2 separate regions of the Bicyclus anynana genome follow, and region 2 is linked to region 1. Evidence: chromatin contacts called from public Hi-C data. All regions are on one chromosome and are shown on one strand. The core of a region is the stretch at or near the end of the contact, and the rest is flanking DNA. Distances in the headings are between cores, read along the strand shown.

Region 1 (6,229 bases), core at 2,714-5,213:
TAAATCGTAGAGAGATATAAACGGCGTCATACTTCCAAATATTATATCAAGCTACCAAGTATAACCCCAAGATAAATAGTGATATTTAATTGATCCCTAGTCGAACCTTCTGACGTAGGTCTGAAGAATGCTGGCGCTGATCCTTGAACACCGCGTTAGGGAATGGGAACCACAGGGCCAGGTGAGAGGATCGTGGGCTCTGTGAACACTCCTAGATGATAATGCATAGGATCCGACTGATGTGACTTAAGAGTTAAGACACTACGTTTTGAGAATAGTCTTTCCGAATGTTGAAGAATGTTTTTATGCACGGTAGCTTTAAATTTGATGTCTAGTGTTATATATTTACTATTATTTTGCAGTCTTATTTTCTTGGCCTACAATAAACGACTCAGTTAGGGATATGACACTAGCACAATGGAAGTCCTTTGATTTGGGGAAACCGAGCTTTCATGCAAAACTCAAGCTGTCGTCGATTTCAGATTTAATTATAAATCATGTTATTTAAATCAAATTCAAATGTATAAAAATATTAAAATTGGAAACCCAAAATAGAATTTAAGAATCACATATTAAAAATAACAAAATCTGAATCAACAATCACATTAAGATTTACAACAACAATGCAAAATAATATCGTAATGTAAAACAAAAAATCGAAGCGAACCGAACTGGAGGAATATTTAAAAAAAAAAGCAGCGTATGCTTCAATATTAAAATAAATAAACACCTAAAGAGGCAAGCGGTGCATCTAAACATCGATGATGGTCGCAAGCTCAAAAAACGGCGACATTTAGAAGTTTGTTGGTGACAATACTACGTAATCTTACTTCACTCTGGTCAAGAATCTGCGACTTGATCGCTTGGATTGGATAAACACCCATCGAAAGGGCGCGCGGGCCGGGCGAATGTGAGCCCTAACGGGAAAATCGACACAAAAGTTAGCACTCACACAAAACAATCGGTTACATGCGCCGTCACGTAATTACTAATAAACCTATTCACATGGTGTTAATAATCTCAAGCTATTTTCAACTGCCCGTCACACCAAAACTTACAGTTCACGATATCTCCACCTCACTCCATCTCACACGCATGCCATATTTCTTAATATATCAACTTAAATACATATTAATATCACAACTTAATCAAAATTCTGGACACTTGGCGAATACAACACATCAAAACATTTAGGATAACGCAAATAGTAACAAAACCATTCAAAGCCGATGCAATGATCTTGAAACACTTTTTGTGTGAGTGTTGTTTGTTGTTGTTGTTGTTCTGTTGTCTGATGAGGATCGTGTCGAGTACAATGATAACATCGATAGGACACAACATGACAAGTATTCACAAAGTCTTTCGCTACACAGATCTGAACATAACAAAAAAGTGGATTTGACATAAAGGAAAGGAGACAAAGGATAAAATATATTTTACAAGAAATTAAGACTCATGGTTTGTCTCATCGAATCTTAAGTATTCGATGTCATTGAAGTTAGTTGTGTTAGAAACGCAACCGAATGATTGAATGAGAAAGAAAAGCGAAAGCCACGCCTAATGTTGTCGTGTACGATACCATCTGTTTGCACGTTTCCTCAGACATTCTCTGCAAACCAAGTAAAATGATTTCTAATACACAATATTATTTTCATATCGTTCACATAAAAACCTTTTTCAATATGGCGTGGATGTGCATTTGGTGTAGTTAGAACTTTGTTCGCATCGGTTAAATGTCACGATCGAATATATATATTTTTTTTATAAATAAATAGGTCAAAAAGCATGGGATACCATTTACCACAAAAATTAATTGCAACTCATCAATATATATTCCCATTTTCTTAGCTTTAAATATATTACTCTCAGGAGTTACTAAAATAGCTACCAATTTGTTCATATATGTTAGTCAAAGGCCGAGCCGATAAATAGTCAAGTTCTTTTTGCCATTTTAATCAGCCTTTCAGCTTATAGCTGAATTGAATATTTGGATATCTAGAGGTACTACAACGACAAAAAATGTTTTACTATAGAATAGTTCTATATAATTTCAATTCCTGAAACTTGAACAATTCTTATAAAATAGACTGATCGGTCTTTGGCTTCCACATTATTTATAATCTTCATCATCGGCTTGTCCTGTATGTAAAAGATTACGCTCATTAGTTTATTTGTGTATGTGTGTGTGTGCAAGTGAGTGACGTACCTCGCGTATGGTGAGTGTGTGCGACATCATCTGTATGTTGACCTGCGACTGGCTGGTGGGCAGGTTGTCCGAGGACCGCGACCTCATCAGCCGCGACCCAGTGATCACCTGCTTTGACTTCAGCGTCATCTCTGTCTTTATGAACACCCGGGATATGTACTGTGAACTGGAAATATTAGACTTTTATTAACATTGTTGAGCATGATATTATCTTTATTAACAGTGTTAGTCATACTATCTTTTTCATCTTTACTTTAGTTAGTAGCTTTTTTATTTTGTTAGATTAAAATTGTCTTTATTTTCAAGTTATGGTTAGGTTAGGTTAGGCCTAACCTTCAAATTTTAGAATCCATTAAAAAATAGAAATCATCTCAAAACTTTCCAATAATAATGGGTTACGACTGTAATAAAGTCACTAGTTCTGCATTATACTATATCATTGAATTATATTTTGTTAACCTTGCCAGCAGTCGGGTTATTTAATTTTTTTAATAATGAATTTTTTAAAGCGTCGTATTTATGGCATTTGTTTCAACTGAACTGTGTAAACCGCTGGACAACGCTACTATAATCTAACATTTTGTCACTCGGAACCCTTTCTAACCTTAGTGCCCTTATACTAAAAGCGGTCCTTAGAAGCTTGGTGGGAGAGGCAGGCATGTTCCTGCAGAATTTGTCGACGGCGTGATCGACTCCGTTCTTCGTGGCCTCGGCGTACCACTCTGAGTTCTGGTTGGTGGAGTGCTTGTTGAACAGGATAAGGATCGCTAGAGCTACCCTGTAGAACACCTGTAAAAGAAAAATAATACAAACTTAAGTTGAGTTAATAGTAATCTAAAGCCTTAAACCATGTGCTAAGAGCCATTAAAACTCTGTTAGCAAATAAAGGCACATCAAACAACCACAATATATAGCGATCCAGGATATAAACAGGAAAGGAAGGGGGCACAATGCATAATCAGAGGATGATGACATACATTTGTTACATAGAATCTCAATTTCGTATACGTCAACTAGCATACGTCATAGATGTGTAAGTGAATAATTAGCCTGCAGGATCGTGGAGTAACTACAAAAACCTTATATTCCGAAAAAAATATGACGTTGAATTGGTTGGTTGTTAATTGCAATAATTTCGGCCTAATAATATCTACTATCGCTGTTATTGCCTCATTGGTCCAGACTCCAGTGGTATCCTATGTCGGTTCACGAGGTCCTGGGTTTCAATTCTGGGTCGGTTCATGGAACTTTTCTTTCTTCTAAAATAGTTTAGAAAATTCTCAGTCCGGAGTTGGTAAAAGTAGGAGAGCACGTTAAGACGTTGTTTTCCATTCCATTATTATTAACATCTGACAGTGGGGGTTAATTAAAAGTTATAACCTTAATCCCTCCAAACCTCTTTGGAGCGGCGTAACAGTTTTTTTTTTGTTTTGTGTATCTGCAATCAGTCGACAGACTGTAAGGAGATTTGATCAAATAAATTTGGCTTTACCAGGCAGGAAGACTATTGTCTTCAAGTCTGCACAGAATCGAGCACATCAGCTCGCTTTAACCGCTCAACTTTTTCCACAGTTAATAGCCCGGAGGCCGGAGGAGTGGATTGGGATGTTTCAGCAAAGGCTTTGTAACAGATAACGATTAGATTATAGTAAGGGTTACCTTAATTCCTTCATGGAAGAAACAGTCGAGCACGCGCACGAGGTGCGGGAAGGGCAGCGCCGCCAGGATCCACCACTGCCAGTCCGCGTAGATGCGCTCGGGGCCGATCGCGCCCGACAGCCGCGACAGGTGCTGCGCGGCCGACTTCTGCAACCAAGGGGCGATGCTGTACGTTTGTTGTGATAACATCGCAGTCCGGGTGGAGCTCATGGATTTTTTTTTACGTAGAGAAGAAGTCTCTCGGGCCCGCAAGGAGCCGGGGGGAGACGCGACGCCTTCTGCGCTTGGAGACTATCGCCTACCATGACTACGGTAGGGTCTTTGGGTCGGCATGTAGCCTATAGTTTGAGCCACTAAGTGTCTGAGAACGAGTTATGTTGACATCCACTATTACCCTTAGGCCCAAAGGCCTCAGCTCTGAAAGGGGCCGGAACATGAACGGGGGAACAAGATCCCCCGCGCCTTACCCAGGCAAGGAGCCTCGAGGCCTGTACTGTACCCTCACCCGACTTAGTATCTGGGACGAGATGATCTGCCTCTCACTTTTGTTTGAAGACGACTTACAATATCAGGATATTATGCAAAGTTTCTTATTCTATAATATAAAAATGAATCTTAAATTCATCGTAAGCGCAAATGTCGAACGGCTGAACCGATGTCACTAATTGTTTTTTTAGCATATTTTTTGAAGTACGAGGATGGTTCTTACGGAGAAAAAATAAAAAAGTCCAAGCGGTTGGATAGGGTTAGGATAGGGTAGGGGTATGGTAGGAGTAGGGTAGGTGTAGGGTACGGTAGGGGTAGGTAGATTATGACACAATTGGAGTAATTAACAATCATTGGTTATTCTTTTGAGTGATTATTTATGTTCCTAACCTAGGTCCATAATGGCTATAAAATCGATAGTCTCGTGGCGTGCCCGCGTAATAAATTGTTTTTACTGACGATAACAATATCTGGTAGCCAAGGACCAGAGGTTAGAAACCGGTCGCTATTATCGAATCTATAAATTCTTAATGCGTCGGGGTGAACGACATCGTACCGAATCGATCGAAACCTATTTGCCTATGTAAACAAACCGATGCCATATAGTTACTTGACAGTGTTTTGAAAACGAAGCCAGCTATCATTGCGTCGACTGATCAAAATGTACCTACTGGCACTTTTAGAAATAGATTCGTCATTTTGGAAAATATCAAAGTTTGTCAGGCTTTCAAGATAAGTACTGTAAGCGAATACGTAGTTTAATTCATAGTAGCTATAGGAAGAAAACCTAAAGGAGGTAAAGGAGGTTAGTTTCGTGGCAACCCTACACCAAGATAACGGTTGTCCGTTTTGACTTAATTTTTTTGAAACGGGAAGGATTAAACTTTACCGCAGACGCGGGCTAGGCGCAAGATCTGGAAACCATGGAAACCAATAAAATGTCTTCTGAGACATTTTATTGGTTTCCATGGTTTTTTTGAAATTTGAAATTAAAACTTGCACATGTTATTCTCTGTTTATATTAGTCGTACTTTTAACAGAACAAATAATTGCAATATCTTAAAATAGCAGCTGTATTTACAATACAAGCTCAATGACAAAGATAAAAAAAAACTTAATAGCGGTCATTATTATTTTAATACTACTTTATCAATGCTAAGATATATGTTTGCACCTCGTATATAAAGTTATTTAAATAATCTCAGGGATTGAAATGTCTGCCTATAAATCCTTTCAATATATTTGATCCAAATTTCTCTAAAAACATTGAATGTCCTCAAAGTACACAATATAAAAATGGTCCTTCAAGCCGGATATTTCGTTTCGATGCATAGTATAGGAAATTCAAAACATAACTGTACTTAAACGTGTCGCGTGTTCGATGCTATATTAAGGTACACCTGATAGCGTTATTTATATGCCGTTCGTGGTCACGCGATTCCCTTTCAGTTGGGTTTTAAAATGGTGCGTTTTGATAGTTAACTTCTTTATGTAATTAAATCTGGGGACTTACGTATAAGATGACCTTTGTTGATTAACTAAAAACGAAGTACGTAAATTAATACAACTTCTTTATTTTCATAATTTTATATATAAAAAAAAATCAAGTTATGGTTCTACCATGTTATGCCACGAAGGTAGCTGGCAGACATAAAACTTTTTTTTATATAAAAATAACATTAAATTAATTCTGTATACATGGTACAGAATTATATTACACTGTATATTTTAATTTACCAAACAGTAAACTCTAAAACTTGACTTAACTAACGCAACCTAATTATTATAATTATAATTATTAACAATAAAATAATAATTATTTAAGTGCATAGATTTAAAAAAGTCTGATTCCGTAATAAGCATTCTGCTAAGAAAAGC
Region 2 (6,229 bases), core at 2,087-4,586, 49 kb after region 1:
TGTCATGGTACGGAATCCTCATCTCTTCCTCGGCCAGTATTTTGCTTTAATTTTTTTTTAGAAAATCGTGCAACAGAGTCATAGTCGCGAATTGATTTAGTAAACACATTTAAATCTGTTATCCAATCTGTGGCGGACATATTATTCGCAAGTCGGTTCGTGATTATCCACTTTGCGGGCAAGGCCGACCGTGTTAGAACGCGTCTATAAATTATACATTTTGTCTTCAAACTGTACCTACGTATAAACTGGCTACGGACATTTGTCACATAAATGGTTTATTTTTCCTAGATTTCAATAGATTATGTTATATTAGGACATCGATTAGCTCTATAAAGGCTACTAGAAAACCTAAATAGACCGAAATCAGGATATACCGCAAAATAAATGTATGCACCAAGTAGAATTTTCAATAAGGTACGCGAAATAACATAACATCAGTGTTAAAAACACGGTATCACTGTAATCAGTGCACGAGATAACACGGAGACAAAAAATAACAGACAGCCAGTATTAAAGGCTTATTATACCTGTACAAACAGAAGCTAAATTAAATATTTTTGTTGTAAAAAAGGAATATAAAAACGTATTTTTGCCGAGAGATAAAGATAAAAGATTTAGTAGATATTTTAAAATACGTATCTGTAAATAAAACATGCATTCAAATAGCATAGTTGTTCATTTAATGAGAAAATCGTTGTTAACAAAAGTTGAAAAGGATACGTACTATAAACGTCTAGACAACCCATTTGCAGACAGGATGCATGTCAATCAGTCCAACTCGAATACATATAGACAAACAATCTTCAATGAAACATATACGGGTTCAAATTACAACTTCCTTTCAATACTAAATCACATAATGAATGTAAAATGTTCAGAGGCTTGTATAATTATGATAAAATTGAAATTTAAAAATCACGAGCTTAATCGTTGCATAATGAGTTCGACGTACGTTAATCTCGGAAAAGATAAAAAATAACGCTCCTTTAAAAGGCCACGTGTTGCGCAAAGTGGGAGCAACGACCGAAAGCGTTTTGTAAATAAATACGTAAAGATAAATAACATAAAATACAAACCAATAATCGTTTGTCACCGCGATCAACCCAGAAAAACCTGGTTGTTGGATGGCGGCAGTTGTGCTAAATATAGCTGTCAACGGAGCTCGTTGATTCGCAAATATAGTGGATGGGATTAAGAAAAAAGATGTATCTAATCGCGTGGTAAGTTATTTCAGAGGAATGTAGAACATAACACACAATCGTGAACCTACGAGTAAACTGTCTACTATGATGTAAATGTTAGATATTCCTACCGATCTACATTTTGATATTCATGTAAATAAAGGTCAAGAAATTTGTAATTGCTCAAAAAGTATTAATAAATGGCCATAAATGACTTGCACATAGAATCTATTTGAACGAGCAGAAACATGACACCTCTACAGAAATTATAGCGGACATTTCGTGAACATTCTCAAAAAGTGATTGTGATATCGAAATATAACTAAATTTCATTTAACGTATAAAACTCATCAACATTGTCGCTTAAAATATGACTCTTTTAGTTTTACGTAAGATTCTATTATCTATACTATGATGACATAGAATGACAACCTGTTTTGTAAATTTTATTATTAGCGCGTTATCCGTGCAAAAACACACACAAGTGTTCATCATGCCGTTAGATCGCGTGTAGTAAAGCCACGCCCCCTTCGCCGGTGTAGAGAATAACATGGTTTTTATGTAATGTGCCATGATGTGATGGGATAAGATTGAAGATTCATTTTGTAAGCATAGAATCCATCGTTTCCATCCTCCTTAGTCAGGGTTTCTACACTCTTTTGTTGTAGTAAGAGCTCCACAACAAAACCTGTTTTGATCTTATAGGCTCTAAAATATATGAAGGACTTCTTTTGTGTGATAAAAGCCAAAATCAATGCGACCGGACTTCCGCCCTAAGACAAAAAAGCTCAAGCAGTGAACAAACAACCTACGAATATAACGTAAAGGGAATTCCAAGGTCGAACATGTTTACATTTAACAGGTAAACCGGATTTGTGTTTTTAATTTTTTTGCTGATTTTGATTTGTAAATTTAATATATACTATGCACAAAAATTAAGGGAGCAGAAAAAAAATCCAAATTTTTGGGGGATTTTCAACAGTCTGTAACTTATACAAAAATGGTCGTACAGCAAAAAAATAAAAAGCAAATTGTAGCTCTAAGTGTTTAGTTTTTGGATCTGAGTTTGAAAATTTTTTTTTGAAAATATTTTTCGAGTAATCATAAGAAAACCACCGAAAAAAAAATTTTCGAAATTTTTTTGGTTTTTTTTTTTAATCTACGGACGTGGAAAAAATTTTTTCGACTCAACTTCTATATGGACCGGATAGCTTGTTTATTCAGATTTAATTTCGTTTTTTTTAAATCTCGATACGAGCATTTCTCGCTGAGATATCGATGTTTGAATGGAAAAAGATCATTTTGTCTTTGATTACCAATATCTCAGCAACCAATGATCGCACAGAAATTTTGAGGTTGGTTTCAAAAACTTGAATAAACTTTCTACAAGGATTGGCAATTGAATTTTGAAAAAAAATTTTTTTTTCAATCATTACATGAATTTGAAAAAGCATCCAAAAAAGGGCTTTTTGTCGTTTTTTGGAAAGTCAAGCGCCCAATCAAAAATATTGCGGAAACCACTGACGTTAAGTGTGCCTTTTACTGTTCAATATACCCACAAAAACCCTACAAAGTTTCAATTCAATCCAGCCAACCGTTTTTTCTTCCCACTTGATCGAATTTTTGAAAAAATTAAAGGAGCAAGAATTTCGTTCTGAAAATGTCATAATTTACGCTTTTGTGCTTGCGCACGTGTATGTGATGACGTAACGTGATGCATCCAAAATGACCGGAGAGAGATAGGACGGTGCATCCAAAACTATTAAAGAGAGAAGGACAGATGGAGGAGCTTACAAAAGCACATCGTGAAAAATAGACCTTGCAATAGCAATATAAACTGCAAGGTCTTTTTTGAGAAATTCTCGAAAGAAGAACCAAGAAGTTTTTTTCTCCGGAACTCATGCTACGAAGTGGAACAAGCTAACTTAATAGATGAAAATAATATAATTCCTATTAATAAGCTTATTGATAAAAACGTAAATAATAAAGACCGCTATAAGGCAGCAGAACACACGGCTGGGTTAAAAACGCAGCCGCTAGTAAAAAAAAAACGGAACACTCATTAATTCGCAACGCCTTGCGCATGGCGTGCACGCAGTCTGCGCGCGCGCAGTGTCCTTCACGCCCAAGGCCGCCCACACACTGTTTACATGCCGGCGTTAGGGTTGACGGCTGTGAGAGATTATGCAAAGAATTACTTCCTGTCTATGGGCTTACCTTGCGATTTATTCTGTGTCATACTTTGACACGCTCTACTCTGTAGACGCGGCGCTAATGTCTTAATGGCACTCATTGTCGTTTAGTAATGGCGGTTTTATTGTTATTTGCGTAAGGCGCTGTCAATTTTAGTTCAGGTTTTAACCGCGGGACTTTTTCGTGGCGTGGAGTCTAGTCTAATTCTAACATATTCGGTGTCATTAGATTTGTAAAAGCAATTTTTTTGCGAATATATATTTATCGAAATCTTTTACGCAATAGGTTTTAAAAATACATTTTTGATTTTATCAGGTTGTAGAGCGGTACTTATGAATCGAAAATAATAAAAGACTTAGGTACCTACTTGAAATATTTTAATGTTTGTTGTTAAATTTAAATGTTTAAATGTTATTCCATATCCCTCAACATTCGAACTCTCCTCGGGCGAACATCAAAAAATGTTTAATATTTTCTCTAGCATAATATATATTATTATATATTAGATTGCTATATTTTAACACATTTTCCCATTTGACAACCCTATAATTTTTTCCTAGATCTTACACATACGCAACTTTGCGAAACCAGTTTTGAGATATATTTAATACTCGACCCACCAATTATAAATAACGTAGTAAAAATGTGTATAAAAAGTCAGTAGATGTAAAAAATTTTAATAAAAAAAATTCAACCGACTTCCAACTCAAAAAATAACTTTAACTAAAAAGCAAAAAATAACATCCTACCTATGTGCTACCTTCTGATCAGTTTGAAGGCGGTGCCAAGCCAGTGATGTTTTAATTAAATACGTTTAAACTACAAAATTTCTGTGGTTATTCCAGAAACAGCTTTAATTAAAACACGAAAAAAAAAAACAGCTTTAAATAAAAAAAAAAAAAAAAAAAAAAAACATACATACAGCCGAACGTAGAACCTCCTCCTTTTTGGAAGTCGGTTAATAAAAATGTTTACAAAAACTAACTGGGTGTGTCTTAAAAGCCATACTAAGCGATTGTACCACAATACAATGTATTTCTGGCTAGGCAGACAACTTTTGTAAACTTTGTTCCTCTCTTAAATAAGCTAGAGTACTTTTTAAACATAAATATGAAAAGTGTGATTATGTCTATTTTATAACGAAAGCCTTCGACGATAGGTATACGAGTAAAATACAACGACGTTACGTTAGATAACGTGCATTTTATTCAGGCCTCCCGCTTTGTAGGAGAGGGTATATATATGGAGCTTAGACCCACCCCGCTAAAACAATACGGGTGGGGTACGGTGTTGTTGTTGTTAATGATAATATCCAGGAACGCCTAAACGTGCTCTTCGTAGCACGGGGTGTAACACCGCGACCTTCTCAACTTCGGGGCTGAGATTTTACGGTGAAAATTTCTTAGAAGAAAAGCTTAGTCTTACATAGCTTAACCTAAAACTTCAACCCGGGATCTCGTAGCTCACATAGGTTGTCCACTGGTAGCAAAACGAGCAACATGTATAATAATAGGCATCAATTCTAATATCGTTATTAGGATATTAATAGATTCATCTTTCTGTTTCGTTTATTATAGAGTTGACGCTAACAAAAATACGAACGTTTTCCTGTTTCAAGTGTGCGTTGTTATTGAGAACTTAAGCTTTTGTATTCAGTAAATTGAACGCTATCTCAAATGATTCAATATTACAACCGGTACCAGTGCAAACAATTTTAAGTGAACGCAAATCTATCATCCGATTCTTGGCAATTGTTCCAACAGTCTTTCTGCAACGGAATACATACAAATAACGGAATACATATAGCAATAGTAACACAGAGCATAATCGTTTATTTTGAGTAGGTTTTACTATATAGATACTTGTACCGTCATATACGTGACCGTATCTCGAAGTTTTAACAATAAATAGACTACATTGCCTGTGTGACCTTAGCCATTTTATAAAAGCTAGAAGATTTTTCATCAGGTGTGAGTTACTGTAGTTTGGACCATGGTGGCTCCGCGAGCAGATCAGATTTTGTAGCAGATTACAAGTTTCTACATCCTCAATTGTCGAAGTAAATACTTAATTTTTAGAAACTCATCTCGATGAAATTAGGAATTATCATGAATCCACTTAATCATTATTTCTAGAATGCACCGAATGAAATTACAGTGAGTCATTAAATGTAATCTTAGTGGAACATAATATTACGTAAATTATGGAATGATATCACAATGGCACTTACTGATTACGTATCTTGGAATTAATGAACTGTGACGCGATGAACAACACAAATATCATAAAAGCAATTTTCATTTCAATGATGCGAGTTTTAAAGCGACTTCCACACTATACATTAACTAACTATAAATTAAGCCTGAAAGTTTACTTTTTCTAAACATCAGCATTAACGATCGGAACCGTTTGACAGCAAATTAATTCCATTAAACCTGTCAAACTGACTGTTTTCCTAGGTATTTGACATTTATTTCATGTATCAGATCAAATCAAACAATTAATAATACCTACCTAATAATAATAACGTATAATGCATTTCAAATTTAAATAGAAATGTAACATTTTTAAACCGAAAGCTTCCATTAAAAGCTTCTTGCTTCAGATGTCTGTTGAAAAAAGTTAGTTCAATTAGACTTTGTTAATATTTTTCTATTTGAAGAAAATTTTAATGAAAAGTTACAAAAGAATTTACTGAGGGTTATTTAAAAAGAGCTGAACTTTGGCGTTGGAAAACTGTTGTCGCCATAATTACTTGGCATAAGCATCGTCTTACAGAGAATGTTTTATCTTATTTTCATACTTGCAGAGAATGCTTGGACGATACAAAGTGGCGACAATACACATCTTTA

What was found. Hi-C and Micro-C count contacts between places; a contact is called where the count stands out from the background.
Region 2: a contact with region 1 is called in a Hi-C map of whole body, with 1.6 times the contacts expected there. The contact joins two enhancer-like sites. A contact is called at or near these places in 2 of 2 Hi-C or Micro-C datasets (whole body and whole larva).

The regions. Positions count from the first base shown.
Region 1 is chr3:17,085,093-17,091,321 of ilBicAnyn1.1, forward strand. LOC112048889 (GTPase-activating protein skywalker) reads right to left here. Exons shown (of 13, transcript XM_052891372.1): 6 at 3,866-4,012; 7 at 2,811-2,995; 8 at 2,207-2,372; 9 at 107-199. Among protein-coding and RNA genes, the nearest start is that of LOC112048894, 18 kb to the left of the region's middle. Within about 2 kb of position 3,964, at least 7 of the 8 cell types and tissues checked have open chromatin away from gene starts, as enhancers often do.
Region 2 is chr3:17,134,490-17,140,718 of ilBicAnyn1.1, forward strand. The region is part of intron 3 of LOC112048889 (GTPase-activating protein skywalker); the gene reads right to left. Among protein-coding and RNA genes, the nearest start is that of LOC128198037, 18 kb to the left of the region's middle. Within about 2 kb of position 3,337, at least 8 of the 8 cell types and tissues checked have open chromatin away from gene starts, as enhancers often do.